2 separate regions of the Arabidopsis thaliana genome follow, and region 1 is linked to region 2. The links are chromatin contacts, called in public capture Hi-C maps. All regions are on one chromosome and are shown on one strand. Each heading gives the region's core, a stretch centred on a gene start, on an enhancer-like site or on the middle of the called end of the contact. The rest is flanking DNA. Distances are from core to core; before and after follow the strand shown. Region 1 holds the start of AT5G35970 (P-loop containing nucleoside triphosphate hydrolases superfamily protein). Region 2 holds the start of AT5G35930 (AMP-dependent synthetase and ligase family protein).

Evidence for each region. Capture Hi-C pulls out chosen DNA fragments and counts their contacts.
Region 1: a capture Hi-C map of seedling shows a contact between it and region 2, with 1.6 times the contacts expected there. The contact joins the promoter of AT5G35970 here to the promoter of AT5G35930 in region 2. A contact is called at or near these places in 7 of 26 Hi-C or Micro-C datasets (callus, cotyledon, root and 2 more) and 1 of 3 other capture datasets (seedling).

Annotation. Positions count from the first base shown.
Region 1 is chr5:14,121,813-14,124,686 of TAIR10.1, reverse strand. It overlaps AT5G35970 (P-loop containing nucleoside triphosphate hydrolases superfamily protein), which reads left to right and starts at 1,325. Exons shown (of 7, transcript NM_122988.5): 1 at 1,325-2,299; 2 at 2,382-2,690; 3 at 2,781-2,874. The coding sequence starts at 1,609.
Region 2 is chr5:14,073,690-14,076,389 of TAIR10.1, reverse strand. AT5G35930 (AMP-dependent synthetase and ligase family protein) reads left to right here and starts at 1,372. Exons shown (of 17, transcript NM_001344122.1): 1 at 1,372-1,881; 2 at 1,963-2,361. The coding sequence starts at 1,629.

The sequences.
Region 1 (2,874 bases), core at 76-2,575, 48 kb before region 2:
ACATGTTGCTTCACCCATTATTCTACATAGGACCAATAATCTTTGGAAAAACAGTTTTTCAAAAACTATAATAATATTCCGTGGGTTACACACACCCCTATATTTAATTTGTAGTACTAAAACGAAGACAAGCTTTTCAGTAAACAACTACTTTCTATTAAGTAACGATTGTAAGATTATAACTCAAACATGATTCAGTTGTTTTTGTTTTACCAATTATATTAAATTTAAACATACCTCTTTGCACGAAGTGAATTTATTATCTGAAATCCAACTTTCGCCGCAAGTGAAAGCATCAGACATTAATCGCCGAGCTATAAAATAGCTATTTTATTGTTTCACAAGAGTCTTCGATCAACCAAAAACAAAAAAATGAGTATTCAAAGTCGCTAAGAAATCGCCAACTCACTATAGATTTACTATTAGAAGTTTAATATGAAGCCAAATATAGTCTTATGAGTAATCCGAAAGCCATGTAATGTTCTATGTAACTAGGGTTAGCAAGATAATAACTTATATATATAGTTATGCATGTAATGAGAATTTTGATTGTAACTTCGAGACATATATATATAGTTATGTAATGAGAACTTTGATTGTAACTTTGAGAGTTATCTCAAAACAACTCTCTTTCTCTTTATTAAAGTATCAATGGAATTATTGTGTTTTTGGTGACAACAAAGTAATCTTTCCTTTTTAAGTTTATTTGAATAATAAACTCTTAATGAACTATCTAATTTCCGGTTTATATTTCTCTTAATAAATTCATTTGAGCATAAACATTATTGCTTTAGAAATATCATCATCTACCTCGTCTCATCATATGATCGGAGAAGAAAAGCGTTTATCTTCGTCCACCAACCCAACTATCGACAATGAAAAGACTTTAATGCAAAAACGGCGAAAACTAAACTCATAGATCTGTTTTTTTAGAGGAGATAGAAGATAGAGAATGATGGAACGATTGTTTTTTTTAAACTAAATTTTTGTGAGATTTTAAATAAAAATAATCTTAATTAGTTCAAAATTAAGGTCGAAAAAATTTCGTGTAGTATTTCAAATGTGCTATATGAATGATGTAGCTTGTAAAATCCACAGATCAGTTGGATGCATTCTACCGATCCATTCGATCAATTCTAAAATCCAACTTAAAGGGTCTCCAAAGAAGAATCTAAAAATACAGGGGTATAAGTCAACAAACAAAAATATAAGGATAGGACAGTAATTAAACACGTCACCTGCCCACAAAGAATCAATACTAGCCAATCACAACTCTCCACTACGATCTCTCATCACGACTCTCTCTGTGCTATGTTTGTGACATAAAGTCTCAAAAACAAAATTCGTTTCACCAAAAAATGAAACAAAAATAAAAATATTTCTGAGAACCTCAAGTTTAATTTTGCGGCTTAGATTTAAATTCGTCTCTCAAACTCAAATATCTGAAAAAACCTTTCTCCAATATATAAATAAGTTACACGAGACTTTCAATTTCTCTGTATATTTTCCTTTTGATTCCCAGAAAATGTCACTAGATTCCACTTTCTAGCTTGCGTTTTCTCGGGAATCTGAAGTTTCCTTTTGTGTTGAATCGCTGGGAAAAATCTGATGGAAGCAGCTTCAAGTTTTTTGTGTAGAAGTATTCGGATTCCGTCGACTACTACGGCGACGGCGGCGTTCACGTTCACTCGACCGCCGTTAAACTACGTTTGTGTTGTCGGAGTTCGTGTTTTCCCGACGCGGAAGGTCTTTTGCAGCGGCGTTAATGGCGGCTCCAGTGTTACTAAGAAGAAGCCACGAAGGAAAAGTAACGTTTCCGATAAACTTAGGTTTAAGAAAATTGAGAAGAGGAACGATAATACTGAATCTGAGAGTTTAAGTGTTGTTGAGGAACCGAAGAACGATAAAGAATTGAGTCTTCGAGCTTTGAATCAAAATGGTGATCCATTAGGGCGGAGAGATTTAGGGAGGAACGTAGTGAAGTGGATTAGTCAGGCGATGAAAGCGATGGCTTCGGATTTTGCAACTGCGGAGGTTCAGGGGGAGTTTTCGGAGTTGAGGCAGAACGTCGGATCTGGTTTGACGTTTGTGATTCAAGCTCAACCGTATCTCAATGCTATTCCCATGCCATTAGGTTCTGAAGTCATTTGTTTGAAGGCTTGTACTCATTATCCTACCTTGTTCGATCATTTCCAGAGAGAGTTGCGTGATGTTCTTCAAGACCTGGAGCGGAAGAATATAATGGAGAGTTGGAAGGAGTCTGAGTCTTGGAAGCTGCTCAAGGAGATTGCAAATTCAGGTTTGAATTCTTCGAGTCTAAGTTCTTATTGGTTTATAGTTTGGCTGAAGTTGAACTTTTTGCCTTGTGTGATGTTGTATAGCTCAGCATCGGGAGGTTGCTCGCAAAGCTGCTCAAGCTAAGCCTGTTCAAGGAGTTTTGGGGATGGACTCAGAGAAGGTGAAGGCTATACAGGAAAGGATTGATGAGTTCACCAGCCAGATGTCGCAGTTACTTCAAGTGGAACGAGATACAGAACTGGAAGTTACACAGGAAGAACTAGATGTTGTTCCTACTCCAGATGAGAGCTCTGATTCCTCAAAACCGATTGAGTTCTTGGTTAGGCATGGTGATGCTCCACAGGAACTTTGTGATACAATTTGCAATTTGTATGCAGTTAGTACCTCCACAGGTGAGACTTATAGGCAGATATGCATTTTGTTGTAACTTGTTCTCTTTGAGTTTTCGATGAAATTTGTTGTAATATGTAAGCAATATGCAGGGCTCGGAGGTATGCACTTGGTGTTGTTTAAGGTTGGGGGAAACCACCGTCTTCCTCCTACTACACTTTCCCCTGGTGACATGGTTTGCATAAG
Region 2 (2,700 bases), core at 123-2,622:
AAAACGACGGCGAATAGTTCCAAAACGAATCTAGGTTAAAAATCTTTACCTATTAATGTAGGGGGTGGGGGAACTATGTTTGGATCTTCAGTAATTTCGTTCATTTTTGGACAGAAATGGAGGGGGACCACGGTGGATTTGAGAGAAATAACCGATAAGAGGGGAGAGAATATGAATTTTACACGGGACGCGGCAATTGGATCAAGAAGGTTATGTTCAGGAGATGGTGGATAAGGGAAAATGAGTAAGGTGACTAGGACCGGTTAGGGTTGGTTTTGTTGGGACGACTGAACTTCACTCGAGGGCGAGACGGTAATTTTAAATAAGAAAAAGGTTGGGAGAAGATGAAAAAGTGTGTCAGTTTCGAAAAGTGTTATAAATGATTGAAATCTTAAATAAAGTGTCTTAAGATGCAAATATTTCCTTTTTCATAGTCCCAATTACATAATACAAAGAAAATGATTTAAATAAAAAACACTTGCACATTGAAAATAACAAAATATTTAAAAAAGTAACAACTCCTACATACATAAGTGAAAGCCCTTCTTTGGGCAATGAAGTGTATAATTAACACTGATAACCAAGATATAACATTTTTCACAGACTGCTCAAGATGGTGTCTTCCTCAACCGAATAGCCGACATTCTCAGTGTATTTAGAGGAATTGCATAGTGACAAGAATGAATTTACAAGTTTTTCTTTATCTTTAATTTTTTCTAGTGCAAATGTTAAAATAGATAATTTGACACGAAAAATTCGTGTTCAACCGCATCACATCACATATGTAAACAACATTCCTCAGAAATGATTTTTTTGAGATTTAATTAATATCGGATGACAAAAAAGAACACTTTATATTAATACCAAAGTGGCAAAATTATTCACCTTTGGTAATAAATTCAATTTCTACATTTCCACTATTATATTTTTTTTGAATTGTGTATATTTATTGAAATTTTTGACTCAATATAATTTTTTTATGGATTTAAAGGTCACTATAATTTTGTTTATCTGAAGGATATTGAATTATTTAATTTAACCTTATCCAAAACAACCAAATTCAAACTGATCCAAAGCAAACAGAATAGTTTAATTTGGTTTGGTTTAACCCAAACTGTTTTAATCTATAAATAATTGAATTAAATAAACATTATGATAACTCTAAAGTCAACCCATGTTTGATTTTCTTTTTAATAGAAATAAATTTTACTTAGTTTTTTTATATCTTAAATCTCTAATTCTTAACCATGATTCAACCAGTTATATAAACAAACTTGTCATCTTTCATTTTTGTTCCCTTATTGTACATATCTCCAAACGTTTTTTACATTTTCACTGTGCTAATTTTCTTTAATCACCAATATAAAACTTTCGATATAAACGTTTAGTAAAACAACTACGATTTCTAGATCTAAATAATAGTGAACGAAAACCAAATAAACCAAACCGAATTAACTCCAACCAAACTAAACAACACAAAATCAAACTAATTTCAGTTTGAATTTGGCTAGAGTTTTCATAAAACCAAATTAAACCGAACTAAACCGAATAAAAAAATAAGAACAAAGCTTCCGGTGAATTCAAAAAAAAAAAAAAAAAAACTCAGCTTTCACCGGAAAGCGGCGCAGATGAGTGAAAGAAACCGAGGCAAGCCGAAGAATTGCTGCATTTCTCATAAATTCGTTGATGCAGCCTCCAAAAACCCTCATCAAATCGCCGTGATTCAAGCTTCCGGCTTGACGGCGAGGAGCATTAGGTCGGAATCAGCTGCACCGCCTGTTTACGACGGAGACAAATGTTTCACGTTCGCAGAGCTTTCTTCATCCATTGATTCACTCACCTCTCGTCTCCATCGTATCCTCAGTAACGATGATTCTCAAGGTTACCCATTTAAGCTCTTATAAAATTCTTAAGTTCTGTGAGTATAAAAGCTCATAAAGTCTTAACCTTTTGACATTGCAGTGGCTGGTTCAGATGTTGTGTATATGCCAAAGGTAGTGGCTTTATATATGCCACCATCAGTTGAATATGTTATCAGTGTGTTCTCTGTTTTGAGGTGTGGAGAAGCTTTTTTACCTTTAGATCCATCATGGCCAAGAGAAAGGGTTTTGTCTCTTATTTCCTCTTCAAATATTTCTCTTGTTATTGCTTGTGGCTTGTCTTCTGTGGAATCGCATTGGCTTGTGGAAAGAAATGTTTGCCCTGTGTTATTGTTTTCAATGGATGAGAAATTGAGTGTGGAAACTGGTTGCTCAAGCTTTGTTTGGCCTTGCAAGAAAGAGAGGCAGAGAAAATTTTGTTATCTTATGTATACTTCAGGATCTACTGGGAAGCCTAAAGGAGTTTGTGGTACTGAGCAAGGTTAGGATGTGTTTTATTCATAAACTTGTTTCAGCTACTTCTACAATGAAAATAGATTGTTAGGTATGATGATCTTGAAATTTGAAGGTCTTATTAGTTCGAGAATGAGATTATTTATAGCATTTGGCGTTTATCTATAATATTTCACATGTTTGACGAAAGCAAACCGCTTTTCTTTGTGTAGATAGTAGATTCTAGATATAGCATGTAATGTTAGATTGTTATTTGTCATTTTTATAAACATGTTAGCTATAACTATCTGGAATTGCAGAATAACTTTGACCCTTTGCGATATTTGAGCATCTCGTTGGAATAAATATATAGAGCATATCTGTAGGT